7 separate regions of the Mus musculus genome follow, and all the other regions are linked to region 1. Evidence: chromatin contacts called from public Hi-C and promoter capture Hi-C data. All regions are on one chromosome and are shown on one strand. Each heading gives the region's core, a stretch centred on a gene start, on an enhancer-like site or on the middle of the called end of the contact. The rest is flanking DNA. Distances are from core to core; before and after follow the strand shown. Region 1 holds the start of Slc20a1 (solute carrier family 20, member 1). Region 2 holds the start of Nphp1 (nephronophthisis 1 (juvenile) homolog (human)). Region 3 holds the start of Mrps26 (mitochondrial ribosomal protein S26). Region 4 holds the start of Bcl2l11 (BCL2-like 11 (apoptosis facilitator)). Region 5 holds the start of Idh3b (isocitrate dehydrogenase 3 (NAD+) beta). Region 6 holds the start of Ptpra (protein tyrosine phosphatase, receptor type, A). Region 7 holds the start of Vps16 (VSP16 CORVET/HOPS core subunit).

The links. Promoter capture Hi-C pulls out the DNA fragments that hold promoters and counts their contacts. Hi-C and Micro-C count contacts between places; a contact is called where the count stands out from the background.
Region 2: a contact with region 1 is called in a promoter capture Hi-C map of pre-B cells, with 4 times the contacts expected there. The contact joins the promoter of Nphp1 here to the promoter of Slc20a1 in region 1. A contact is called at or near these places in 2 of 39 promoter capture datasets (liver and pre-B cells) and 4 of 115 datasets of contacts at active chromatin or transcription factors (T-cell acute lymphoblastic leukemia, astrocytes, embryonic midbrain and 1 more).
Region 3: a contact with region 1 is called in a promoter capture Hi-C map of liver, with 2.3 times the contacts expected there. The contact joins the promoter of Mrps26 here to the promoter of Slc20a1 in region 1. A contact is called at or near these places in 2 of 39 promoter capture datasets (both in liver) and 1 of 115 datasets of contacts at active chromatin or transcription factors (pancreatic cancer cells).
Region 4: a promoter capture Hi-C map of pre-B cells shows a contact between it and region 1, with 2.4 times the contacts expected there. The contact joins the promoter of Bcl2l11 here to the promoter of Slc20a1 in region 1.
Region 5: a promoter capture Hi-C map of liver shows a contact between it and region 1, with 2.4 times the contacts expected there. The contact joins the promoter of Idh3b here to the promoter of Slc20a1 in region 1. A contact is called at or near these places in 7 of 39 promoter capture datasets (the C10 cell line, cranial neural crest, embryonic stem cells and 3 more), 1 of 484 Hi-C or Micro-C datasets (muscle stem cells), 3 of 115 datasets of contacts at active chromatin or transcription factors (SST interneurons, astrocytes and epiblast stem cells) and 1 of 9 other capture datasets (adipose tissue).
Region 6: a promoter capture Hi-C map of liver shows a contact between it and region 1, with 4 times the contacts expected there. The contact joins the promoter of Ptpra here to the promoter of Slc20a1 in region 1. A contact is called at or near these places in 2 of 39 promoter capture datasets (both in liver).
Region 7: a contact with region 1 is called in a Hi-C map of B cells, with 5 read pairs. The contact joins the promoter of Vps16 here to the promoter of Slc20a1 in region 1. A contact is called at or near these places in 2 of 39 promoter capture datasets (the 3T3-L1 cell line and liver), 1 of 484 Hi-C or Micro-C datasets (B cells), 1 of 115 datasets of contacts at active chromatin or transcription factors (forebrain) and 1 of 9 other capture datasets (adipose tissue).

The regions. Positions count from the first base shown.
Region 1 is chr2:129,197,286-129,201,059 of GRCm38.p6, forward strand. Slc20a1 (solute carrier family 20, member 1) reads left to right here and starts at 1,488. Exons shown (of 11, transcript NM_015747.2): 1 at 1,488-1,707; 2 at 2,164-2,779; 3 at 2,898-3,038; 4 at 3,215-3,300. The coding sequence starts at 2,434.
Region 2 is chr2:127,787,316-127,791,176 of GRCm38.p6, forward strand. Nphp1 (nephronophthisis 1 (juvenile) homolog (human)) reads right to left here and starts at 1,576. Exons shown (of 20, transcript NM_016902.4): 1 at 1,471-1,576. The coding sequence starts at 1,539.
Region 3 is chr2:130,561,623-130,565,237 of GRCm38.p6, forward strand. Mrps26 (mitochondrial ribosomal protein S26) reads left to right here and starts at 2,135. Exons shown (of 4, transcript NM_207207.1): 1 at 2,135-2,368; 2 at 2,459-2,605; 3 at 2,686-2,809; 4 at 3,316-3,615. The coding sequence starts at 2,157. The coding sequence ends at 3,435. 4930473A02Rik (RIKEN cDNA 4930473A02 gene) reads right to left here and starts at 2,127. Exons shown (of 9, transcript NR_040348.1): 1 at 2,032-2,127.
Region 4 is chr2:128,124,419-128,128,029 of GRCm38.p6, forward strand. It overlaps Bcl2l11 (BCL2-like 11 (apoptosis facilitator)), which reads left to right and starts at 1,620. Exons shown (of 4, transcript NM_207680.2): 1 at 1,620-1,834. It also overlaps a transcript of Acoxl not described here.
Region 5 is chr2:130,282,750-130,286,610 of GRCm38.p6, forward strand. Idh3b (isocitrate dehydrogenase 3 (NAD+) beta) reads right to left here and starts at 1,702. Exons shown (of 12, transcript NM_130884.4): 1 at 1,633-1,702; 2 at 1,422-1,499; 3 at 1,189-1,287; 4 at 960-1,080. The coding sequence starts at 1,668.
Region 6 is chr2:130,447,993-130,451,740 of GRCm38.p6, forward strand. Ptpra (protein tyrosine phosphatase, receptor type, A) reads left to right here and starts at 2,286. Exons shown (of 21, transcript NM_001163688.1): 1 at 2,286-2,566. Gm52562 (predicted gene, 52562) reads right to left here and starts at 3,578. Exons shown (of 3, transcript NR_165481.1): 1 at 3,543-3,578; 2 at 3,301-3,452; 3 at 1-2,791.
Region 7 is chr2:130,422,584-130,426,224 of GRCm38.p6, forward strand. Vps16 (VSP16 CORVET/HOPS core subunit) reads left to right here and starts at 1,737. Exons shown (of 24, transcript NM_030559.3): 1 at 1,737-1,864. The coding sequence starts at 1,812. It overlaps Pced1a (PC-esterase domain containing 1A), which reads right to left and starts at 1,705. Exons shown (of 7, transcript NM_178762.4): 1 at 829-1,705; 2 at 230-309; 3 at 1-121. The coding sequence starts at 952.

The DNA of each region.
Region 1 (3,774 bases), core at 238-2,737:
CAACCTTTTAACAAACCAGTCCTTTTATTCAATGTTTTATGACCTTGGAAAGAAGTAAGGGCAAAGAGTGTTGCATTTGAAGATGCCAGAATTACACACTGGGGTCAGTGTCCTGGAACATGAAGGTTGTTTTCCAGCCATGACCTTGAGGTCAATAGACCTGTATAACCTATACGAGATTCTGAGTCTACCAAATTATAGGTCACAGGACACTCCTGTGAAGTTATAATTTACAACATGTTTGTTTCTGCTATTCGTTGCCCTACCTTTGGAGAGCAGAGAGCGTTTTAGAGCGTTCTAAACCGGGTATTTCTGGCTGGAATTCTTAAGTTTCTTTATAACCCACATAACTTAAATCTCCCAAGGAGTGGTGACTAGTTAGTTCTGAGCTTAGGCAATAAAACGAACTAATCCATTGTCAGAACTACAACCTTATACCATGTAGGGGACCAGGAAGCAATCTTTATTTCAAAAGGGGATGGGAAAACTTTCAGGATGAGGACATCCTCTGTAACCTTTTCCTATATTCTAAAACAGGCACATTCAAAAAAAAAAGTAACGAGGAAATGAAGGTTCATTTCCTGAACATCTATTGAGTTCCAGTCACATGCTTATATCTTAGCTAATATGATTCTCCTTACTGGGTAAGAACTTGTAACCAGAATACCTGAATTAGTACTGCCTGTCGCCACTAGCCCCGATGAGCTGACAGGAAATGCATCTTTGTTGTGCTTTACACACAATTCCAACCCGTCCTCCAGTCTCTCTCACTCTGCTATTATTTCTCGTTCCAGAGCACTCGGCTTGAGGAGACCTAGGGTTTGTTCAAGGTGACACACTGCAGCAAATATGAGTTAAGAATTCGAATCCAAAGTAACATCCTCCCCGCTGCGCCATAGCCGGGGCTCCTAAAACGGAGGTCCGGCGCCGGGAAACTAATGACCCATGGCTCTCCCTCAGCGCAGTGCCACAGCTGGGAACGCAAGCCTATCCTCGTGACTCCCGAATCTTTCCGTTTTCACACAAGTGCGTGACTGCGGGAGCGAGGTGGCCACGTGAGATCCCTCCACCCTCTCCGGGCGAGGTACAGATCGGGTCCGGCCAAGGGCAAGTCTCAGCACACCCGCTCTTCCGCGTCGCCACCGAGCTGACCCGGGCCCGCGTGGGAGAAACTCGGAACGACCTTGGTGGCGGCCTCAGTCCCCGCGTGTCTGGGCGAGACTCCCCCACAGTCCCCGCCCGCAGCCACCCGGCGTGGCCAGCGCAGACAGGATAACCCGGGCGAGGCTGCAGGGAGGCGGCCAGCCAGTCCCACGTGGACCAGCTCCTCGTTGGGGGCGGGGCCCCGGGGACGTCCAGGCCAATCAGCGCCGCTGCCCAGCTCACCCGGCTAGGCGCGCCCGACCAGCCTGTGGTTGCGTCACATCGGAGGCGGGACCTCGGGCGGGCGCGAGGCTCGGCAGGTCACGTGGGGCGCAGAACCGGCTATAAATAGGAGCCGGCGGCATGCTCTCTATATGATGGCCGCCGGCGCGCGTTGCGTGTTTTCACCTCTCGCCTGCTGAGGCGCCCGCGGCTGCTTCACGAGTGGGTAGAGAGTCCCTCCGTGCTGTGCCCGGTGTTGCCGTCCTGGGTTGTGCGACCGTGGCTCGAGCCTGCCTCAGTCTCGTTCTTCTGGTCTCTCTGTTCGGCCCTCAGTTTCCTTTGGTGAGTGGCGGCGCGGCACCGGTGGTGCAAAGGTCCTTTCTTCTCTGGAGTGGGCTCGGGTGTGGGGAGCTGGCTGGCGGGGGTGGGATGCAGGCTGCAGGACCCCGCTACGCTGCTGTCCTCCTCCCGCCTCCCCACGCACGCCGCGCCCTTCCGCGGGCCTTTTCGGCGGTCCTCGGCAGGCGCGCGCGGGAATGGTCTTTTTTCCGATCATCCACGGAGGGCGCGCGCGGGCAAGCGGCCGGAGACTGAACAGAACTCGTGGGGCGGGGCGGGGCGGGACGGGGTGGGGGGTGGGGGAGCACAGAGATCGCCCTGTGCCCCACCTTGCACAGCGTTTGGGGGACTGAAGACATAAGTGACGGGCGGGGGGGGGGGGGACTATGCGGAGTCCCAGGCTGCCCTCTTCCCAGAGATGCGCCGCTATTGTTATTTTCTTCCACTTCGTCCCCCCAGGATGAACTTGCGTCCTTTCTCTAATCCGCCATGGAATTCTGCTCCGTGCTTTTAGCCCTCCAGAGCCAAAGAAACCCCAGACAACAGACGCCCAGACGCAGCAGCGTATAGCAGTAACTCCCCAGCTCGGTTTCCGTGCCGTAGTTTACAGTATTTAATTTTATATAATATATACTATTTATTATAGCATTTTGATACCTCATTCCGTTTACACATCTCAAAAGCCGCTTAGTAATTCTCTTATTATTTAAAGAACCACTACACTAGAGAATGGAATCTACTGTGGCAACGATTACTAGTACCCTAGCTGCTGTTACTGCTTCCGCTCCACCGAAGTATGACAATCTATGGATGCTCATCCTGGGCTTCATCATTGCATTTGTCTTGGCATTCTCCGTGGGAGCCAATGATGTAGCAAATTCGTTCGGTACAGCTGTAGGCTCAGGTGTAGTGACCCTGAAGCAAGCCTGCATCTTAGCTAGCATCTTCGAAACTGTGGGCTCCGCCTTGCTGGGGGCCAAAGTGAGCGAAACCATCCGGAACGGCTTGATAGATGTGGAGCTGTACAACGAAACTCAAGATCTGCTCATGGCTGGCTCCGTCAGTGCTATGTTTGGTAAGTTGTAGTTATACCTTATGTTCGCTCCAGTCTTGAACCTTCTCTCCGCAAGGACGCACTGCTTATGTAACAGTTTTGCCATCTACCTGACAAAATCTGATTAATTCTGTTTCAGGTTCTGCTGTGTGGCAGCTCGTGGCTTCGTTTTTGAAGCTTCCGATTTCTGGGACCCATTGTATTGTCGGTGCAACCATTGGTTTCTCCCTTGTGGCAAATGGGCAGAAGGGTGTCAAGTGGTCTGAACTGATAAAAATTGGTATGTTGAATTTTAAATGGTTTTATTTTCGTTGTGTGCTGCTGTGTGTCGTGGAGTGGGAGTGAAGTGGAGGGGCAAGTTGAAGAGTATCAGAAATGGAGCACCTACCATTTCGGGGTCTTGTTAACAAAAACGTACTTTCCAGACCTGACACTTCATTTTGTATTCTATTCCAGTGATGTCGTGGTTCGTCTCTCCGCTGCTTTCTGGTATTATGTCTGGAATTTTATTCTTCCTTGTTCGTGCGTTCATCCTCCGTAAGGTAACCTTTCTACTTGCGACCTTTCATGAGTCACATTCAGTCTTGTTCAAACTCACTGGTATTCTTCTCAGATGTGACTGGTATGTAAGTATGTGGCTTTGAAAAGCTAAAAAGTTCTTTGTTCTGTATACCTCCTGTATGTTGTGGAGTTCTGTGAAAGAAGCAAGTTTTTAATGCCCCAGAGGGCATTCAGGAAGGAAAAACTTGAGTAGTTCTATGGTCTGCCAAGAAATAAAGAGACTGGGAGTGAAAACTAAGAACATTGTTTAAGGTGGCTCTGTCTGTCTAGGTCACTACATTCAGGACAAGTGGAATTGTAACCTTTTAGTTCAACAGGTCACAGAATCCTTTTTAAATTCCTCTCCCATGTTGATTGTCAAGTACATAGAAGTTTCTAGAGGAGGCTTTCTACTTGTAGGGACTCCACTTTCTCAGTAAGAAGAGTAGGGATGAGTTGTTGGGGGGGGGGTTGTT
Region 2 (3,861 bases), core at 326-2,825, 1.4 Mb before region 1:
TACACTCTAGCCCGCCCTGATTTCCCCCTACATCTTTTTATATACACGATGTAAAACAAATATTATTGAAATAGTATGTATTGCACTTTGCATTCTTTTATATGTATATGAATACTTTGCTTGCCTGCATGTCTGTGCATCACATGCTGGCCTGGTGCCTGGAGGCCAGAATCAGGCATCAGGGCCCCAGGAGTTAGACAACTATGAGCCACCATGTGGGTGCTGGGAACTGTACTAGTGACCTCTGGAAGAGAAGCCAGTGCTCTCAACCACGGAGCCACGTCCTTACACGCCTTTTCTAACTTGATGTCTTACCACAATTCTTTACCCCCTAACACCAAAAGCTCTAGCAAAAATCTCTTCATAGTACCATCAGATCCCAACAGATGATACTGGTAGGTAAGGAATTACAAATGACATCACCTAGGAAAACCACCTCCCTGTCTTGGTAGCTGTGTCTCCTGACAGTCCTTTGTGGTTAAACACTCTTGAAGCTGAAGTTACATTGTTCCTGTTAGAACTAAGGAGGCAAGAACACTCAGTTGTCACACTTGTATAAAAGGGCTGCATCCTCAAAAGACTCCACTTCATTATATTGCTTACGTTGTAATTTTGACATTTGCTGTCCCCATACATGGGTACTTCAAGATCACCAACAGAGGGATACACACTCATGTCAATATCGATTAAAACTTGTTTAAAATGTACATTGGGAGACCTCCCAGGCTCCTCCGGCTCCTGCAGCCCACTCCTGTCTCTCTGGAGGGTACGCTTTGCTTTGCTATATAAACTTCTGTTTTAAGTTTTGTATCCTGCCACTAAGACTCTTTCCTCAAGACAAGAACTGAGGAGCCCTATGGAACAATAATAAATTTATGGTTAGTTTATCCACCCTCTAATATTGATCACTTATTCATATCCAGTTTCTTTTATTATAATAAGCATCTCTGCCCAAATTGAAAATTATTACAAGTGGTAGATTCCTGGAAATGTATCAACCAGCCTAGGAGGATCAATGTTTGCTATATCTTGTCAAACTGCTGTCCAGAAATGCTGTAGCTCATACACTATAGCTTATACATCGCCTGTTTCATCACGTCTTCCATGCACTGTGCGTTGTGACTTACAATCTTTGTGATCTTTTGTGTTTGATCATCTTTGAAATTAACTTTTCTGAAATTACTAATCTGTCCTTGGTTAGTTTATTAAGACTATACGTTGACACCTGTTACACTTTGAGAAAGTGATGAATTTCAAAGGAGAGGGGCGCTGGGCTGGGTGGGTCTGGCTAGTTTAGACAAGGGCCTGAGGGATGAGGAGTGTTGAGGGTTGGTGAGTCGTTAGACCGAATTCTTAGTTGACCCGCAAGGCTTTCTGGAGGTTTTATCTACGGCGGGGGCCCCGGGTTAGAACCCGGCGCTTGGCTCCCGGTGAGGAGCTGGGATGTGGGACCCTCTACCCCGGACCTACCTGCAGCTTCAGCTCCTGCCCGCGGCGCCTCAGCGCCTGCAGCGGGTCCCGCGGCCGCCGGGCGAGCATCGGCCTAGCCGCCGCCGGCGGGACCGCGCCGGTTGTCAGGGAAACCAAAGCTAGGGCTCAGCAAGATGACGCTATCAGCGGGCGCCACAACCCCGTGCCACAGGTTGCACTAAACGGTCGGTTTAGGCTTTGCAAAAAAAAAAAAAAAAAAAAAAAAAAGTCCTTTCCTTTCCTCTGGATTCCTAGGGATAGTAGTAGAGGTCCCCGGGAGTCCCTGACTGCAGGTCTCATAACTATCACGACCTCACACCGTGCGGTGCTCTGTTCTACACAGCTTTCTGAAGCCGGGTCTGCGAAACTAATCTTCAAAAATAGTTCTAGTATGGAAAACCTTAGCTATGAGAGCTTTCCCTTGGCATTTGTGGGACTCGATTTCGCTGCACGTTCACTCTGAAGGTGGTTTTATTGTTAGTCTCATGGTGTAGCCCTGAATTCACAGAAATCCGCGGGCCTCTCTGCCTCCCTAGTACTGGGCTTAAACGTATGTGCTATCACACTTGGCCCAGAGACGGTTTTAAAATCTTGCCATTTGGGGGTATTGCTGAAGTGTCTCTCGAAAATTTTCATGTGGTAAATCCTCAATTCTTTGGGGGTGCTGATTCTGCCATGTGGGACAAGCCTGCGGGCAAATAGATTTCTCAAGAGCCCCAGTTTTCTTTTCACTCTCAGGAGACAGCCCTCTAAATCCAATACCCAAACTCGACAGCAACCTTGGATTTAAGAATGGTGATGGTCCAAGCTCACCACTGGATAGAGCTGGTATACTATTGCCAAGGTATCTATTATTGTGACTCCTGACTCCCAATTTCAATGGGCAAAGTACCGTGTCCATGGAAGACTTTTCTGGTGGGGGGATGGGGGGGGAGGAGAGTATTTGGTTTCGGACGGGGAAACCAGGGACCACGAAACCCCTGCCTTGTTCTCCAAGAACACTGGTCACTGAACTTACTTCAGGGAAACCTGGGAAGGAACTGAAGTGCGTATTTTACATATCAAAGCAGACCGGGTCTCCAGATTCTTCCAGCATCCCTCAGCCCTTATCGAACATACCCTGACCCTTAAACTTTACAGCCCAGGTGCTGGTCTGACCTTCCCCCCTGAGGCTCTTCCCTAAGTAATCCAGAGGTTTTGGTCTCTCCCTCTACCGGCAACCTTTCTCTTTCTCTTTCCCCTCCCCAACTTCTCTCTTCCTACTGTCATTTCTCTGGCCTTGGTCCTTTGGGTCATTGAACTCACTAATCTGGCTTGAATTGGCTCATTTCACCGGTGGAGAAATAACTTATCAGAGGGAACTTCATATAGTTAAGTAGGAGGGTAGAAGGAAAAGAAATGTCCAGGGGAATGGTCCACTACAAAGCTAGGGACACACAGGACATACAAACAGGTAGTAGTAGTAGAGAGCAAGGGCATAGGGCACCTACATGTTTAGAGCAGGATGCTAGAAGTGACTTAGAAAAGGATGAACATAGCCGGATGCTGCACTTAAGCAATGAGACGAGGGCTGCTGACATGGCTCCGTTTTTAAGATTATTGACTGCTCTTGCTCAGGACCTAGGTCCAGTTCCCAGGAACCAGCTTGTAATTGCCTTATAACTCCAGTTCTAGGGGATGTGACACTTTTCTCTGGCCTCTGCAAGTACCAAGTAGGCATCTATGTGGTACACAGACATGCATGCAGACAAAACACAAAACATTCAAACTCATAAAAAAAAATCATAAAACAAACGAAAACCTAAAACAGCACAAATACCTGGTCTTCCAGGAACAGCCCAGAGGCGGAGCTAGTCCAGCCACAAGTCAATTTAACCCCAAGTTTTCAGTTTAGGACAAAATGTACTTCAAAAAACCTATCCCAACTAAGCCTCAATAAATGATGTTGACAACAGAGCTGACCCTGCTCTGGGGCTGGAGATGGATCACCTGGGAAAATGCCTACTGCACATGCATGAAGATCTGGCTTAAACACCCAGCACCCATGTAAAAACCTGGGGTGGAATGGGGCAATCTGTAACAGTAGTTACAGGACCAAGACTTTGGATTCTCAGAACCCACAGTGGAAGTAGCAGTCTCCAGGACAAACTTCCAGTCTACACCTACATACACATCACACATGCACTCACACACACGTGGACATATATTCAGTACACACACTACACATACAAGAGAAGAAGAAAAGGTGAAGAACAGTCCAGGAAGGCACTGATGCTGACCTCTGGTCCCCACACAACTGCCCACCGCCACCACCCACAGGCAGATAAGAACCCTATTCTACCTCAAAGATCTTCACCTAGTTCTCAGTGAGGAATGCTGACTAGAAAGCTT
Region 3 (3,615 bases), core at 885-3,384, 1.4 Mb after region 1:
AGGATTTCACTGCTGAGCCATCTCTCCAGCCCCATTCTGCTTTGTGTTTCAACCTCCGATTCCTAGGAAGATCTAAGATGGGGGAGCATTTGTCCAGTGACCTTAAAAGCCAACAGCAACTTCATATTTGTTCATAGAACATTGTGGGAAGGGGTTTGAGTAGCAACTTGTACCTCCCTGTTTCAAGATATCACTGTACCTTGGTATGGTGGCACACACTATCTTAGCACCCTGGAGGTAGATGCAGGGGTATTGCTACAAGTTCAAGGCCAGCCTTGGCTTTGTTAGAAATATAAGGCCAGCAAATAAGAAAGACCCTGTTTGAGGGTTTTTGTTTTAAAGATATCACTGGATTTGACACCAGAGGAAATAGAATGGCCTGATCGTTAAATCCAGGAACCATCTGAATAGGGTCCTACAGTCACCTGGAATCACCTCATTCATAGTTTACCCCTTGGTAAATGAGGAGGCTTCCGTCCCTCCAGCTCTGTGCCTCTACCCATGAAGTGCCCAGAAAAGCCTCCTTTCCTGGCTTCTGCCCTCAACAATTCTATCTTGCCACTTTAGCAGGGAGGGTCAGTGAATGGAAACAGTTACTTTCATCACCACTGCATACCAGTCCACATCCCCATCAGGCCAAAGAAAGAGGGCAGAAAACCTGCCTTCTAGTTCTGTAGCATTATCTACTCAGAGTGACTCCACACTTTCATCTACCTTAGATCTAAATCTCTTACATTTATGAAACCTTCTAAAAGGATGGGTGCACCTGACTAGCGAGAGGACTTCAGAGCCAGCAAGGTTAGGGAGCCTCTAGGGAAATGGCCCATACCCTAGAATATTCTCTTGGCCTAGACACTTAAGTTATCTGAGATGAGTTGCCGGTTGTCTAGGGTGACCCTGAAGAAGAAAGGGTTAGGACAGGTATGGTGGCATATGCCTTTAATGCCAGAATTTAGGAGGCAGTGGCAGGTGGATCTCTGTGAGCCTGATCTACACTGTAAGTTCCAGGCTAGACAGAGCTATCTAGTGAGACCCTGCCAAAAAACAAAACAAAAACAAAAACAGGGTGGGAGTGTCAGGTTCCCTGACATTCGGAGCAACCCTGTGGTACTCCAGGGTAGGGCAGCAGTAATGCCCTGGTTTCCACAGACCATCCATCCTGGATCCTCCAGGGCCCAGCAATGGTCTTATGGCCGGAACCCTGGAGGAAAACCTGTCACCAGCTTGCCCCCAGGACTCCAGAGTACACTCTGGCATCTCATCTCCAAAGCCTGACTGAGAGAAAGAAAGTGCAGACTGGGCCTCCACCAAGCCTGGAAGTTGAGAGCAGGGTTTAAGCAGCCTCTGTTCTCTTCTGAGAAAATGTCTGTTATTGCACCCAGTCCTGGCTCCTCAGACACTCCCAAGTGTCCTGGAAGTGCAGGACCATGGCCTGGTGTTCTCTGCAGAATCTGGTCTAGACAATACTAATGAGTGGGGTGAAAGTTCAGTTCCCCAGTACTCGGGTCAGCTTCTGATTTCCAACAACTCTCCTTGCTGGAGAGGCAGAGGGGAACGAGCTACTTCTGAGACAGATGCTCTCTGCCCTGCTGCACTGCTGTTTCTCTTCAGTTGGAGAGGAAATTGTACTTCATAAATAAGAGTAGTCTCGAGGTGGGAAGACCCCGGGTCAGGTGGAAGAGGACAAGGGTCACCTCACAGGTCGCCCAGTTGAGAACAAGTTGTCACTGATACTGAGAACTCTGGCAACTGCAGAGCTCCCCCAAGACCACAGCAGGGCAGTGCAGTGCAAGGAAATGGTTTGCAAATCTAAAGTTTAAAGTAGCCAGGAACTCCAAATTTCTTGCATCAGGTCTGGGAGGGTAGACAGGCCATCGGCGGGCCAGAGAGCCCCAGAGCCACACACTTGGGACGGTGTCCAAACTTGTGAACAAGTGGGCAGAGCGTCCTGCGGTGTAGCTGTCTTTAGCGGGCGACGCAGCCCAGCAAGCTGTGGGTCTCCAAGGTGCCCCTCGACCCCTCCCACTCTACCCGAGAGTCCGGACGTGCATTGGACCAGACAGCAAGAGCTCCGCCCAACAGGGACGAGGACAGGAGGCTCCCGTGGTGCTCCGCGGCCACTTCCGGGCCGGGCGCAGGCGCAGGCGCTGGCTGTCATGTTGCGCGCTCTGAACCGCCTGGCGGCGCGGCCGGAGACTCGGCCCCCGACCCCGCTGCTCCTGCCCGTGCGCGGCCGCAAGACCCGCCATGACCCGCCTGCCAAATCCAAGGTCGGACGGGTGCAGACGCCTCCCGCCGTGGACCCTGCGGAATTCTTCGTGTTGACCGAGCGCTACCGACAGTACCGGGAGACCGTGCGCGCTCTCAGGTGCGTGTGCTTGTGCGTGTGGAGGGCAGACGCCCTTCGGGAAGGGCCGGGGCCGAGGGTGGGTGCTGACTCGAAGCCCGTCCTCCCCAGGCTAGAGTTCACGTTGGAGGTGCGAAGGAAATTGCACGAGGCCCGAGCCGGGGTTCTGGCCGAGCGCAAGGCGCAGCAGGCCATCACGGAGCACCGGGAGCTGATGGCCTGGAACCGGGACGAGAACCGGCGAATGCAGGAGCTACGGTGCGAGAGGCCCGGGACTGGGTGGGCTGGGCTAGGCTCATCTGTGGCCCCGCTCACCCTCGGCGTCTTGCCCCTCGCAGGATAGCGAGGTTGCAGCTGGAAGCACAGGCCCAGGAGGTGCAGAAGGCTGAGGCCCAGGCCCAGAGGGCTCAGGAGGAGCAGGCTTGGGTGCAACTGAAAGAGCAAGAAGTGCTCAAGCTGCAGGTGGGCATGCAGGAGGTCATGGGGAATGTGGACATTGGAGACCCCAGCAAGGGAGGCTGGGGGGGGGGGGGGGGGATGACAGCACTGGGCGTCAAGTGACCAGAGTCTTCAGGAGGCTTCTCCATCAGCGCAGAGGGTATGCCTCGCAGGCAATGGTCAGTAAAAGGTTACAGGCTAGTATTGCCTTGTGAAACTTGAAGTCAGGGAAACCGTAAGTGAGAATGGAGCGCTTTTTAACACGTAAGAGGGATTCATGCACTTGAGAGAGTCCACCCACCTCTAATCAGGTTGTCACGATTTGTTCTTGGGTTGTGGCCGAGAGATCTGATGGGTGATTGTCCAAGGAAGAGCAATATGATGGTCGAGGTCACCTAGTACAGTTGTGCTGGACGATTGGTGGGACACTCAAAGAGACCCTGGGTTCTTTTGACACCCGTGGACTAGAGACAGTGCAGGCAGCCAGCTCTGGGAGAGATCCCACAAAGCCAACCTTTCTCTTCCTGTAGGAGGAGGCAAAAAACTTCATCACTCGGGAGAACCTGGAGGCACGGATAGAAGAAGCGTTGGACTCTCCGAAGAGTTACAACTGGGCCGTCACCAAAGAAGGGCAGGTGGTCAGGAACTGAGCACAGAGACTTCTGGGGGCCCAAATAAGCACAGTGCTTGCCTAGGGTCTGTGTACTGGGATAGGAATTGGTACATCCCAGGAGGATGGCTCAGCCGTTTCCAGAGCAACCTCAGTCACTCCAGGCTCGGCACTCACCACCTGACTGGGAACTCCCAGATGTCCCTGTTCTGGCACCACA
Region 4 (3,611 bases), core at 370-2,869, 1.1 Mb before region 1:
TTGCTGCTGGCTTTGGACTCCCAGAGTAGCAGTAGCAGATTGGGCTGCATGGGTGGGATGCCGAGTGGCCAAGGCACAGTACTGCTTCACAGACCTTGGTCAGGACAGACCTGGATCGGCGGTGTACTTGACTTCATCCACGCCCTTGCCCTGTGCGCTCTTGTAGCGATCACCCCTGACCTCCAGCAGGAGCAAGGCTTTGCCTTGAACACCCCAGCTTCCCTGGGAACCAATGGCTTCTTTGATCTCACTCAGGATTCACTTGAGAAGCTAGACTTTAGCATGGGGCTGTGCTGTGTCACCGTGACGTTAGATCCGCATACAAACACCAAAATGACCAAGATGGCCCAACATTGATTGGGACGGCAGGTCGCAACACTTGTTCTGCAAGAAAAGGCTACGTCCTACTTACTGCCAGCCTGGATGCAGGTTGGGTAGCCCATTAATAGAGTTTCCTTAATCTCGTGTGGGGAGTGGGACGTTCCATTTCCAGAGCAGCTTTTTTGGGCCGCCGCTATGAGAGAAGGGGCTGGGGGTGGGGATGCACATGGCGCCATTGACTTCCAGACTTCTGTTGGAATCACAAAGGCCTCAGGAAGATCAAGGGATTTTTTTTTCGACCCCCTTATGGTTTTCCCAGCTCGGCCTGAACTCCGCTGCTCCATGGTCGCCAGCATCGGCGGACCGATGGATAGACAGTTCCTGGCGTACACTGTGAGCCCCAAACATTTCGAGGCTCCCAACACCGCTCATGGCACAACCGTCTTTCCTTGGTAGCCCCCCTCCTTTTCCTTGTAGTTATTCTTTTCCAGCTAACTTTCTCATTCCCCTATTTTATATGCTTGTCGTGCCCGCCCATCGCTCCCTGAAGCTTCCCGCTTCTCTTGTCTCTCAACTGTCCTTCTCACCACCACCTCTGCCTCTTAAGTAACTGGGCACTAGGGAAACAAACATATAAACCACAACAACAACAACAGCACACACACACAAACACAACACTAAGGAGAGCCTAAAGGAGGACAGAAGGCAGAAGGCGGCGGCGACGAAGAATCTCGCTTGAGGCGCAGACGAAGAGGGGTGAGCATCTTGCTGATCTGAGTCCCCCGGAGGTCAGGAATTCTAGGAAAGGACAGTCAAAGGCCAGTGCCCATCCTTGCACCAATCTAATCCTCATGGTTTGGGGCTGAGAAGCTGTGCAAAGCAAGGGCGGAGGGACGCCTTCTGAGGCTTCCAACTGGCGCCCGCGGCCGGGCTGGACACAGAGCAGTGTACCCTGAGCGCCCCCTAAGTTCCGCTCTGCGAGGTGGCCGCCACGGGCGGACGGGGAGGGGCGGGTACATTCTGAGTGGAGGATGGGCGAGCATGCAGCTGCCCGCAGGCCAAGACACTAGGGTAAACACGCCGGGGTGGGCGGCGCACGCAAACTGCAGGACAGCCGGCGGGGCCACCCTCCCCACTACCTGTCGCAGCCTGCACGCGCCAGCGGCCTGGGGGCCGTGGGGGGTGGGGCTTACCTTCCGGCTTGCCGGGGGCCGGACTAAACGGGGGCGGAGCCCGCGGTGATTGGGCGCGGGGGCGGGGGCTCAACTACCGCAGAGTCTCAAGAGCAGGCTGCTTTCACTTCGCTCCCCGCAGGCACTGGGTCACCAGCTGGTTGGAGCTCTGCGGTCCTTGCCATCGTCGCCGTCACCGGATTCCTGCAGCCGCTCTGCGAGCTGTGTTCCACTTGGATTCACACCACCTCCGCTGCTCCCGCCGCCACCGCCTCGGCGCCCTTCCCCTGGCCCTCGTCCACCCAATGTCTGACTCTGATTCTCGGACTGAGAAACGCAAGGTAAACACTCCGCGACTCCCGGGGCGCAGGCTGGGGATGGATAGAAGACAGGCGCCGCAGCGGCTTCATCTGTCTCTGGTGTCGCACGTGCGGGTGGAGGCACTGGTTTGTCCCGCGTGGCTGCAGGAGGCGAACGCTGGGAGTCGGGTCGAGGTCGCTGCGTGCCAAGGCACTTTTGGGGAAGGGTTGTCGGCACTGAAGCTGCGGGCACTTAGCCGAAGACTGGGTTGGGACGCAATGCCGCACGAGGGGCCGCTGAGGCATCTCTCGCGGGCAAGGAGGGCGCGTGGTCTCGGCTTGGAGCCGAGGTCCCGCTTCGTGGTGCCGGTAGTGCGTCCAGCCGGGAAGCGTCGCGGCGACCCAGACGGCCCGGGAGAAGTAGCCGCGCGGTAGCGGCGGGCGGGTAGACTTAACTCTTCGCTGACGCGGGTTCATTGCGGAGGTTTGAGTATTAAAATCACACGCGCCCAGACTTTGCTTGTACCCATTCAAGTCAGTTTGGCCATAGTGGTCAATTTCCTTTCCGGATGTCCCTGGCGGCCCGGTTCCTTTTGCGACCGTCCTGTGGATATTGAGGAACACCGTATCTACAGGAGACAAGAAACCCCGTAACCCCCCTAGGACCACTTAGGCTACGCGTATTCCAAGCCCCAGCTAGCCGACTACTCCTAGCCCGATTGCACCGGGACCCAGTCGCATAGGCTGGCGGACCCCTGAGCTCGCAAGCCTATTGCCCACGGGGCAGGCACTGCTTGAGGAAGGCTAACTGAACAGTGGGGGCAGAGGTCTGGATGTGCATGCCCGAGACCCGAGATGGTCGTTCATATTTGGTTCGTGTCGGTAGCACTCGGTAGCACATGGGGACACAGCAGGTGAAGTTGCTGAGAAGTTCTTCAGGGGACTGCGGAGGCATTAGGGACTTGGCTCGGAATGGCCTGGAGTGCGATCGTGGCCTCGCGGATCTCCGAGGGGTGCGTGTCTCGCTTTGTCTCTAATGTCCCGCTGCCCTGGCGGCGGGAATTCCCGCAAAGCGCGCGCCGTCCCGGCCTGGCCCAGGGGTGGGGCGGGGCGCAAAGCGAAGCTGCCCGGCCCCCTAAGTTCCAGCCGGAGCTGCGGTGGCCGGCACAGTCTGAGCGGCGCTGGGCGGCGAGTTTGTCAACAATCGCCTTGCCTTCGGCTGCCTGACCCGTAGGCGCCGCCCCCACCGCCTCTGCCCATTGGTTACGATGGGGAGCGACTGCGCGCGGGCCAATGGGGGAGCACTGGCAGCCGGCGCCAGGGGCGCAGGGCTGGCGGTGCCCGCGCGGCGGCGGGAGCTGCGCGCTAGGGGCGGAGCGGGAGGAGGCGGAGGATGATCCCGGCGGCGGCCGGTGCAGCGCGGGCCAGAGGCGCGGCGCGCGAAACCTTCGGCTCCCCGGCGGAGCGTGGCGGAGGGCGGACGGGCAGGCGCGGGGCCCTGGAGCCCAGGACCCGGCTTTGTTTCCCTTGCCTCCTCGGTGGCGACGTGCAGGGGTCGTTCGATCGGCGCAACACGCCGCGCTCGGAAGGGAAGGGGCGGACGTGAGTCTCGGCATGGTGGCCCGGGGAGGGAAAGAGTCAGCCTTGCGCCGGGTATTGCCAAGAACGCGCAGCTAGGTGTGGAACTTTCAAAGGGATGTCTCTTAAGGCCCTCTTTGGAAGTGTGCACATTCCGGCAAGGTTGCACCCGAGAGAAGTGGTTTAGTGTTTGGGGTGGCGCGCAGGGCAGGCAGCAGGAGGGACCTTGCGGCCGAGGGCG
Region 5 (3,861 bases), core at 452-2,951, 1.1 Mb after region 1:
GAGGGTATAGAAATGTTAGGGTCCTGAGAAGCAGAGAGGGGTTGTTGGTTGATTGCCATTTGATAGTAGTTGTGCACAAAGAAAAAACAAGAAAAGGAAATTGGGTATTTTGCTGGTGAGGATCAAACTTGCCCCAAGGAACTTAGAGGGACTGTAGCTTCAGGAACTGAATTATATATGTTATTTTCAGTAGCATCCAATGGCAGTCATAGGAAACTAATGCCACAAGTGAGTGGAGATCCTGATAGGTGACACAGTGACATATACAGGACAATTAGGACAGCGGATTGTGAGCAACGCACAGAACAAATTGTAGAAAGGAAAACAGGAACATCAGGGGCCAGATTATAAAGAACTGACTTTCCTCTGCAAAAGCTGGCCCTGCAAGTGAGGCTGTCCAAGAAAGTGGGTCTATAGGAGGAAACCTACAAGCTAAATAAATAAATAAATAAATAAATTTTTAAAAATCCAATATGGGGAATAAAACAGCACAAGAGAAGAAATGGAGTGGTTAGAATGATCAGCGCACACTGGGTTAGGGTGGCCGTGCCTTTAATCTCAGCCCTTGGGAGGCAGAGGCAGAGAGCAGAGAGGCAGAGGCAGGCAGATCTCTGTGAGTTCGAGTCCAGCCTGGTCTACAGAGAGTTCCAGAACAGCCGGGGCTACACAGAGAAACCCTACCTGGAAAAACTAACAACAACAACAACAACAACAACAAACAATAAATGAACAAACCAAAAAAGAATGGGCACGCAGACACAACTAACAGGGTCTGACCCCGGTGACACAGCCTCAGCAGGTCCCAACCCCTTCCTGACATCACTAACTCCTGGTTTGCCACTGAGAAGAAACAAATTCCTAAATGTCAGTAGAGGCCAGTCTGGAAAACTGATATATACACACTGCAGAGAGAGGGGCTTTATGAACACTGCTCTTAAATGACAGAGTGCCATACAAACCAATGATGGCAACTTTGTTCTCCTTCATGGAACTCAGCACCTGCTCCAGCTTCTCCTCAGAAGCCATATTCTGCACCTCGCTCAGATGATGCTCCTTAAATTCCACAGGGACAGCAGCAGCCTTCAGGGATAAGTCCAAGCACAGGGCTGGGTCAGGTCTGAACTTTCCAACAACCCATCCATCCCTGTAGCCTGATCCGCCACCCATCCCCCGCCCCGGGCTATTCACCTTGAACACTTCCTTGACAGCATGCATGAGCTCTGGCCCCACGCCGTCTCCAGGCAGCATGGTCACAGGAAAGGCACCCTCCACCCTCACATCTTGTGCCTGTGAGTGGGGCCAGCAGAGATGGAGCAGGGGCAGAAGTGGGAGTCAGAGGGAAAGAGGTGGGGAGGGGAAACCCAGGGGAGCGGCAAGGAGGCGACAAGGATGGGCGAGAACGAAGCTGGACTCAAGCGTACCTGGCTCTGGGAAGCGGCGTGAGCCGTAGATGTTCCGAGACCTCTCCATGCCCCGGAGTTCCGAGCGGCGAGCACCGCCTGCGACAGACACAAGGTCAGATCGGGGACACCGCGGCCCCTTACACCGCGATGACCTTGCCTTCTTTTGGAAACCGCGGACAAACCCTCTGTTCTCCCGCCCACCCTCCGCTCAGGTCGTCCCGGGCCTCACTCGGGTCAGCCAGCGGACATTGCTCAGCGCTGCCATGTTCGGCCGAGGAAGTCGCGGGGGAAGTGACGCCGGAAGCGAGCGCGGTCGTGGGAGCTGGACTTCCTGTCAGCCCTGGCGAGCTTGGCGGTTCTTTCTCCCGTACCAATCGGCGGTGTGTACGGATTCACTTGAGTTCTCTCCTTCTGTTTGGTAATGTAGGGTCACAGGACACACAACCAGTTTGTCTGTTTGCTTTGTTTTCACTCGTCAGATTTAATTTCTCTTGAAAATTCAAAACAACATCCAAATATATATGGCCAAGTATTGAACAAGGATGTGAGTTTAACAATAAGTTGAGAAGTCTTGGGAATTTGTGAATGTTTGAATGTTCTGTTATGCGTTATTCTCTTAACTAGTACTCACTGTTAGTCACTTAGAATTCTTTTAAATAGGTAAAATAATTCAGATTACAAAGAAAACTGGTTATGATAAGAAAACTAACTTGGAGTTGATGAGGTAGCTCTGTAGACCAGGCTGGCCTCAAACTCATAGACCCGCCTGCCTCCACCTCCCAAGTGCTGGAATTAAAGGTGTGCACCACCACATCCTGGAAAAAAAAAAAAAGAAGCTGAAAAATAAAAGCTAATTCTTTTGCTCCACTGTATAGTATGCTATAATTTAAATTTACTAAATTGCTTAATCCTTTCTTAAATAGGCAGATACCTAGTATGAAATCTGATTTGGGCTCTTCTCAGCAACATTGCTGTGTATATCCCTGTACATTCTCCTTTGTACATATGATGAAGATTATAACTATCCTGCAGGGCACCTCTAGCCATGTATGTATTACAGGTGAAATGGTGTGTTTTCAATAGTTTGATTATAGATCTGTGTGTGTTTCACTCATGAATTTGTTCTCATGCAGTAAACAGAAAACTCATTCATCATGATAGCTGATAGTTTCTCTCCCACTACTTCTGGAAATAAAGAGTTACTGACATTGATTTAGCTGCTTAGTTATGTCCCCAGGGATCCTGGATGGGGGGCGGGTCCTCTATATCATCTCCTCTCAAAACTCCATTAGATTGCTAAACCCAGTGTCTATTTTATAATAGAATGTTGAGTATCTCATATAATTTATTGAGTGCTACACGGAAAGTGTATCAGAACAGGCATGTATGTTTTGTTGAGACAGGATCTCTCTTTATATCCCTGGTTGACCTATAACTTCCTATGTAGACCAGGCTGACCTGGAACTCAGAGAGATCCACCTGCCTCTTTGCTTTCTAAGTGCTAGGATTAAAGGCGTGTACCCCATGCCTGCCTAATGGACTTGTATCAATTACTTTTATCATTGTTGGGACAAAACACAGACAAAAGCAGCTTTCGAAAGAACAGATTTACTTTAGCTCATGGCTCCAGGAGACCCCAGTCACCACAGAGGGGAAGGGACGGCAGCAAGATCAGGAAGCAGCTGGGCTCTCTCTCTCTCTCTCTCTCTCCAGTTCAAACTGGCCATTTTCACTCAAGGCACATCAGGTATCTGAGCAGGACCATCAGGGAGAAGACTCTAGGGCCCTATAAAGTACACAAGCAGATACATGGGGGTGGGTAGAGGCTGCTCCGTAGTTACGAGCATTTACTGCTCTTGCAGAGGACCCAGATTTTGTTCCCGGCACCCACATGACAGCTCACAACCATCTGTAATTCCAGTTCCTGGGGATCCAATACTTCTTCTGACCCTTGTATGCATATGATGCACATACATACACTCAAGGGCATACACATAAAATAAATATTTTTAAAAATACACAAACAGCATCAATATAGTGGACTCCCAGCTTTAGGGCCTCTCCCAATTCGAAAAGATAAAACTTCTACTTTTGCTTTCTCTATGGCTTGGTCTTCTGTCTTTCTTGAACACTCAGTTCTCTGTCCATTTCAAGGAACAAACCTGGCACTCCCCTAGACGACCACCAGTACTATATGACATATTCACATAACCTTCAAAAAGAAGTCAGATTTGGAAGTGCCCACTAGAGGCATGTGTTGTTTTGGATTAGACATGAGAGGGGTTTTGGCGATGTTAGGAATCTCCTATACTCTTACCGGACGGTGGTTCTGAGTGTATACTGTGAGCAAGCAATGGAGGAGCTTGAGTAACTCATGCAAAGGAAACCATTGGTCCAGACAGACTGGACTGAGTCGCTCAATGTTAATAACTCTAAGCTACAGCAAATGTGGAGATCT
Region 6 (3,748 bases), core at 1,036-3,535, 1.3 Mb after region 1:
GTTCTTGGGGGCTAACTAAAACAGAATACTTGCTAAATTTGTATGAGCCCCCAAGGTCTTCATCCCTGCAAAATAAAAGTCAAAAGCAGAGCTGTTGTTGTTTCAAGTTCTTACTTGCACAACTAAAATTAGTATAAAATATCTTCCTCCTTGAGAATTGTACAAGCAGGCCTGTGTCAGTGGTCTGGGATTGGATCAAGTCCTATCTAAGGGTTTGGGTTAGGATTTAAGCTTGGGGCCAAGTATGGAAGAGCTTCTAGATTAAGTTACCCATGGTGGCCATAGAGTAGATGAGGTCAGAGAGCCTGCCTGGTCTTAGTTACAGAACTTCAGCAAATGACCCTCAGAAGATGGGCAGTAAGTAGCCTGGGAAGGTGCTTGGTTTTCATTTATTTCAATTTTCGTATTTCTTGGCTTCATTTTCACCTTGGCACTTTAGTGAACATTCTTGTTAGTCTATTACCCATGTCCACCCCAGAATGTTTGCTCCTGAGAGTTGACATCTCTGACTTACTCTGAGAGGTGTCCAGTGCATGATCTGCATTCAGGACATAGAGAACAACTCATTGCTTCATTTACTAGACAGAAAGGTAGGCAGGGAGGGGAAGTGACTTGGACTTTTGAGGGGAAATGGGGCTCCTTTAATCCTATCCTTCAGCCCTGCTATTCCAGTTCTTACCTGCAGGCACCAATGCAGCAGAGAACAGGGAGCTCCCACTTATCTTTCTCTTGGTTCCTTTTTTTCTATTTTATTTTTCTTCCAAGATGGCTCTTGATTGTGCTAATGGGGTAGGGAGCTCTGAAAAGGACCAGGAGTCATAGGTTAACTGTAAATAAGAAAAATTTCAAAAAAATTAAAAAAACAAAAAACCCCAAAACAAAACAAACAAACAAACAAACAAACAAAAAACCGAAAGAAAGAAAAAGAAAGAAAAGAAAAAAAGTTTGCTGGTAGGGTTTGCTCTAAAGCCAAGAGGCTGCTTTCTTAGCCAAGAACCAGTATTTTTCAGATTTGTTTTGTTCTGTGTTGGTCTTGTTTTGTAAAGTATTGTGTTCTAGTGAAAGACCCAACTTTTCATTTGGTCACTTTTCAATTTGCTGTGTATTTGCATCCCTGATAGACTTTGTACTTTCTAGGAAATGGGCTTCTGGAACTTGTAGGAGGAGCGGACCTCATTGGCAGGAGTCTGACATTTAGGAGACAGGATAGAGGTCTTGTAGACTGTCACTGAGATGGCCCTGAGGAGGGAGATCAAGAGTCACAAATCTTAACTCAAGGAGAGGTTTTTACTACCCAGAGGGAGGAAGTTTAAAGAAGGCCCGCTTCAACGCACATTTGCAGGTCCTGGCTCTGGTCTGCGCACACTTACTTATTCAACAAATAAAGGAAGGGTGTTTGCATAGAGTTCTAACTTGGCGCCCTAGGTCTAGCAGCATCCAAAGTGCTCTAAACTGAGGACTGCTACCTTCCGAAAAAATCGACTTATGGTTCCTAGAAGCTAGATGCACAAAGAACGCTGTTCGCTTCCCTGGTCTCTCTCAGCGCTTTCAATCTTCTCCTGACCACTATGCATGTATCAAGAAGTATCTCCCCGCTCGCTGCGGAGCACCGTGTGCTGTGCTTCCATCCAGCTCTAGAGAATCAGGCCCAGCTTGCACATCTGGAAAGCAAGAGAGATTTCCCTAGGGTTCGGGTGGGGATGATGTGGGCTGGTTTATTTAAGATGACATACTCAGAGCTAGACCGGTCCTAGGTACTAGGCAAATTCTTCTCGCAATTACATCCTTTAAGTGCCTTACAACTAACTCTCTCTCTCTCTCTCTCTCTCTCTCGTGTGTGTGTGTGTGTGTGTGTGTGTGTGACAGAGAGAGAGAGAGAGAGAGAGAGAGAGAGAGAGAGCGAGAGCGCGAGAGAGGCAGAGGCAGAGGCAGAGGCGCGGGGTGTGTTAGAGAGAGGATCACATTTGGAGAAGGATGGAGATGGCTTTCGAGTGCCTGAGTTCACCAGTTGGTGTGGCTTGTGCCTGGTGTCAGTTTCCTCATCTGTAAACAAGGAAAAAAGCCCATGCCCGGGGGCCTAGGACCGTGACTAGGTGGGAGACGTGTGCCAGGGGAGGATAGGGAGCGTCCTGTCCTGTTACCCGGAGACCCCCAGTGCGCCCGGGGAACTCCGCGGCGCAGCGGGGCGCGCAGGGGTGGGGCTCACGGAGGCGGAGACGCCCGCCCGGCGTCAGCGAACCAGCGCCCGCCTCTCAACGGCCAATGACGAAGCGCCTTACAGCCCAGGCCGCGACGGGAGAGAGGCTGCGGCGAGTGAGGCGCTGACAGGGACTCGCGGGGGCATCTTGCACAGACCCCTGGACCACGCCGCCATCGCAGCCTCCAGCCCAGTCCTCTCTCTGCCGCTTCTCCTCGCCATGGAGGCGAGGCCGCCGCCGCCGCCGCGGGGCTTCGAGCAGCGGACCGGGCGGCGGCCCTGAGGGGAGCGGCGGGCCGAGACGCCGCCGCGGTCCTGAGGCGGAGCTGCCGTGCGCGTCCCCCGCGGTCCCGCCCAGCGCCGGGCTCGGTAAGCGTTCGCGCCTGCCGCCGTCGGGAGGGCTCGGGGAGGTGGGGTGGCTCGGCCGCGCGTGGGAGCGGTCCCTGGATCCTATCCTGGAGGAGCGCCTCTGGCTTGTGCATCCTGGCACCGTGGACAGGGGGAGGGGGTCCCGGAAACGTGCGGGACACAGACAGGCTGGAACTTTGCGGACGTCCTCCTCCGGCCCGGGCCAGGGCGCTGCCGTAGTTCATTCTGAAAGAAAAAAACTTTGAGCAGCGAAAATGGGATTTGCTCAGGTCCATTTAATGGGAGGAGATAGGTGGCACACGCAGTGACCATCCCACCTCCCACCTTCCCCTTAAGACCCCTTCCTGGTCCTACTCCCAGGCCCCTCTCTGCCGCCCATTCCCAACTGTTGTGTATGCTTAAGAAGGAAAATATGGACTTAAGCTACCCAGAATTCAAAAGCAGCCACTTGGGAACGCACATCTCCTGTGTTTACTTTCAGTAATTCTTAAAAATTGCCACGGGGGGGGGGGGTTGAGCCCCTAATATTTCCTAAAAATAACAACTACAGAGGCAGAGATGATCCTGTCTATTAGAGGGTTTTGTTGTTGATAGTGATGATATTTGTAGGACAAGCAAAAAAATGTTCCAAACCCTCTTGGACAGAGTGTGATGTCGGCCGAAGCCCTTGGCTAGGATAGGGAATTTCTGTTGAAAACCAGCCTCATGTCCCCGGCTATGGCACCACTTGTTACCTGCTAACTCTTGAAGCAGCCAGAGAACCAAAAGATGGTGGATGAGGAAAGACTGGGACAGGATGAACATCTTTCTGTCTGGATACTCCTTTCGAAAACGTAGATCAGACGCTGTCATTTGTGTGCTTAAAAACTCCTTCACTTTCCTTCCTCTGTGAATGAGATGGAGGAAAACCCAGATGCCTTACCGTTCCCTACAAGGCTCTTGGCAGTCCTTCCTGAACTTAATCTTTGATGGTTACCTCAGTCCTCTCATTCTCCTTTCTCTTCCACGCTGTGTTTAGCCATTCGGAGCGGCTCGGCCACCCCCTCATATGTGGGAGGGTTTTGCTTTCAGGGTCCCCCTTCTCACCCTTCCTTGCCTGGTTCCGGGCCTTCCTTGTTTGAGAAGCTTCTTGCGGACCGGCTTCTTCTGGGTCCTGTTTAAGACTTCCCTGATAGAATTCGT
Region 7 (3,641 bases), core at 487-2,986, 1.2 Mb after region 1:
GCACAAGGTGGTGGCCAGAGCCAGAGCAGAACTGGCGGACCTCGCGGTACTGTGTCCCGTTGTGCAGCTCTCCCAGCTGGCCCCCAGCCACCAGCTGGTCCTGTTCAAAGCTCAGCTCCCCCTGCCCACCCACCCCACCCGATGGTCAGATCCATGCCAGGTAGGTGGTCCTTTTCAGGCCAGGGTCTGCACCCACCCAACACTGGCATGGCTGCCAAGCTTCTCTCACCTTGGCTTTTAACTGGGAAGCTGTGAGCAGTGTGTCTTTCTGGAGCAGAAGCACCAGGTCCTTATACACAGCTCTTTGGACTGCAGGGAGACAGGGATCCCAAGGTTAAGGTCGGCCTCACCCCCTCCCAGAGTTTCCCAAATGAAGGCCTTTGTTTTCCAGGGATTGACTCTCCAACAGCAGCTCTATGGAGGGTTGGCTTAGAGAAGAAAAGACGAGATTTTAAAGCCCTAGCTCTGCTCTTTCCAGCTATTTCCCTCTCCTCTAGCTTATGTACAGCGACCAAAGACCAAATGGCAAAATTAAGTTGGTCCCATCCCTAGGAAAACACACAACATAGCCCACAGGTCCTTTTAAGAAAATCATGAAGGGCAACAACAAATAAAGATGCCACACTCATGGGCTAAAAAATAGTGCACAAATGATATGCCGGGGCACCCAGGGAAGGTACATAGGGAATTTAAAAAAGAAAAAAATGCAGTCTAGTGTCCTGAAACAGAGTAAGAGATGGAGAAGTCTGAAATGGAGATGTGGCGTGCAGACAAAGAAAAGGTTGAAGATACAGGGCGGTGAAATGTCATCCTAGAGTGGTCACTCACTGGAGTCCCCCAAAATGACCACGAACTTGTTGTGTAGCAGCTGCTGGACTTCTGAGGCATGGAAGTGGACCATGGCGCTTCCCAGCAGGCGGTGTGGCATCTCGTTTTCCAAACAGAAGACCATGCTGCCACTGACACCAGCTGCAGGGAGAGGCCAATAAGCTGACAGAGGGCAGGGACTCTAGGTAGGTCCGGTCTGTTCCAAGATGACCCATGCGCGCTGGCCCCTCCCTGGCTGCTCTGTGTAATGGGGAGGAAAGTGGGAGCGGCAAGGCGAATCCCAACACGGCAGCAGCCTTTATCACACTCGGAGGGAAGAAGGGTCACTTGGGCCGTAGTCTTAGACTACAGCGCTTCGCGCGCGCAGAGACGCCTTTGCCCTGCCACGTGTCAACGGCGGCCCCGCGCGTGCGCATTCGTCCGCTCGCGCCAGTTACCAAGTCTCTCGGGGGCTCCAGGGATTCACGGGCCAGTAGGGCAGGCCCAGGTGCCGTGCGACAGCGTCTCGGCAGCGATGTCCTGATCTAGAGTCAATGATCCCATGCCCCTGGAGAGCGGTGGGTTCTGCAAAGATCCCGCCCCACAGAGCCCGGGTGCCCAGGTTAGCTGTAGGTACGCAGCTCGACGCCCAGCGCTCGCCATGCGTGCGCTACGGTGGTCCAGCCAACGCCTCCAGCATCTGTGCCTCAGATGCTCATGGCTCCCACTTTCGGTCACCCGTGTCCCGCCCTATGCGATCCCCAACGCCGGAGGAGTCAGAAAGGCAGCGAGGTTGGCCGCTGTGGAGGACAGAAACCAGGGCTAGGTCCACTCGGGCCGCCGCGCCGAGGGCAGGACGATAGCTCAGCGTAGCTTGCCCACAGTTCTGATGGCCGCTAAGGCGGCCTCGTCACGTGACCCCGAAGGGCGGAAGCGGAAGTGCGGCCTGAGCTTGCGCTAGGCGGGTTTTTCCTCGGCGACTCTTGCCGCCAGCTGTACTAGACATGGACTGTTACACTGCGAACTGGAATCCACTCGGGGACTCTGCCTTTTACAGGTGAGCTGCCCGACGCCCCACCTTCCGTCCCACAGCCCAGCTTACCTTGCTTGTCTGCTGCTGGCTTGAGCCTCCCGGCAGAGCCAGCAATGCTCGCCCCGGCCACTACGCGTGCTGGCGTCCGTCCCTATGGCGGCTCGCCTGAGCGTCTGCCACTTTACGCACTTTAGGGGCAGCAATCTGGTCCTTCCTTTGCGCCAACTGAGGCAAGCTGAGAAGCCACCCCTAAACCGAGGTCTGTTGGCCTCCGGAAGGATGCTTAGATCACGTAGAGGGAGGCCGCCCCGCGGCGACAGCGAGTGCCAGTCTCCTTCCGGAAACTGCTGAAGTCGGACCACAGGGGCTCTCACAGGAAGGCGGGATCGCCACAGCGGGCGGGGTGACAGTACTGACCAAAGCTGAGAAAAGGGGATGAACCGCTTTTCAGTCTTGGGGCACTATTAATGAGGAACCCGAGGCAGTGGCAACTCACCGGGGTTGGAGTGCCCTTAGCTGTGGGTCTTTCTCAAGGCTAAAACTAGTAACGTGATTACAATGGTTACCGTCTCGTTGGCTTTATTTCTTTTTAAGATATAAAGTACAAACTGCTTGTGGAGCGCTCATCAATTGGTCAGCCTACATTTGTCACTCTCTGAGTGGTTTCCAACTTAACCTCAATCATCCTCAATCCGTGGGTGTACCAGCTTCACAGAATTAATTGCAGGACCTCATCACACCAGGCAATTCCATGGCTTTGTGTTTGCACAGTTCTATAGTCGCTTCTATGGGCATTGCTATTTTCCTCTTTATCACCCTGAAGAATGTTGCTCATCTTTCAGGACCTGCTTGGTTTTCCTACAGTAGAATCCTTTTATGCCTCACAAAGGTCCAGTTGTAGAGTCTTATCATATGTGGCACACGAGGGCAGTGTTGGTATGAGTTTCTCGTGCTAAGCTCTTGAAGGCTAAGAATACTTCTATTTCCCATGCATATTTAGGCTAGTGCCTGTTACCTAATAGTTGGTCAGCCTTTGGTGGCCCACGCCTCTTAATCCCAGCACTCTGAGATTCAGGCCACCCTGCTCTATAGCTCAGGCCAGACAGGGCCACATAGTAAGACCCTGTCTTGAAATAATAACAGAAACAAGCAAAACCTAATCATTACCCAACAAAATGGTAAAGAATGTTTTATTGATGTACCCGAAGATCACAAAGACATTGCGTTGGCGTCTTATTTCAATAGAAGACTTTGAGCCGGGCGGTGGTGGCGCACACCTTTAATCCCAGCACTTGGGAGGCAGAGGCAGGTGGATTTCTGAGTTCAAGGCCAGCCTGGTCTACAAAGCGAGTTCCAGGACAGCCAGGGCTATACAGAGAAACCCTGTCTCGAAAAAACAAACCAAAAAAACCAAAACAAAACAAAACAAAAAAACCCAGAAGACTTTGCTTCTGCTCATAGCCAAACTTTTAAATGGAATTGTGTTGTTTGCAATGTAATGCATTTTCTAGACAGAGGATGCCTTGTGGTAATTTCTAGAGCTCTGTTACATTTGTTTAGTCATGATTTCTCTTAGACACATGTACAATATGAAGCAACTGAAAATACTAATGAGCAGAGTGTGGTGTCCCATCCACAACCTCATATAACACATAGCCCTTGGCATGTGGAGGCTGGAAGACTAGGATTGCCAGTTCAGCCTTAGATGGATATATATCAGAGGCCAGCCTTGGCAAGATGAGACTCTGTCCCCAAATACATATTTAAAAGGCTAAAAAATAATAAATATAAAATATTAGCT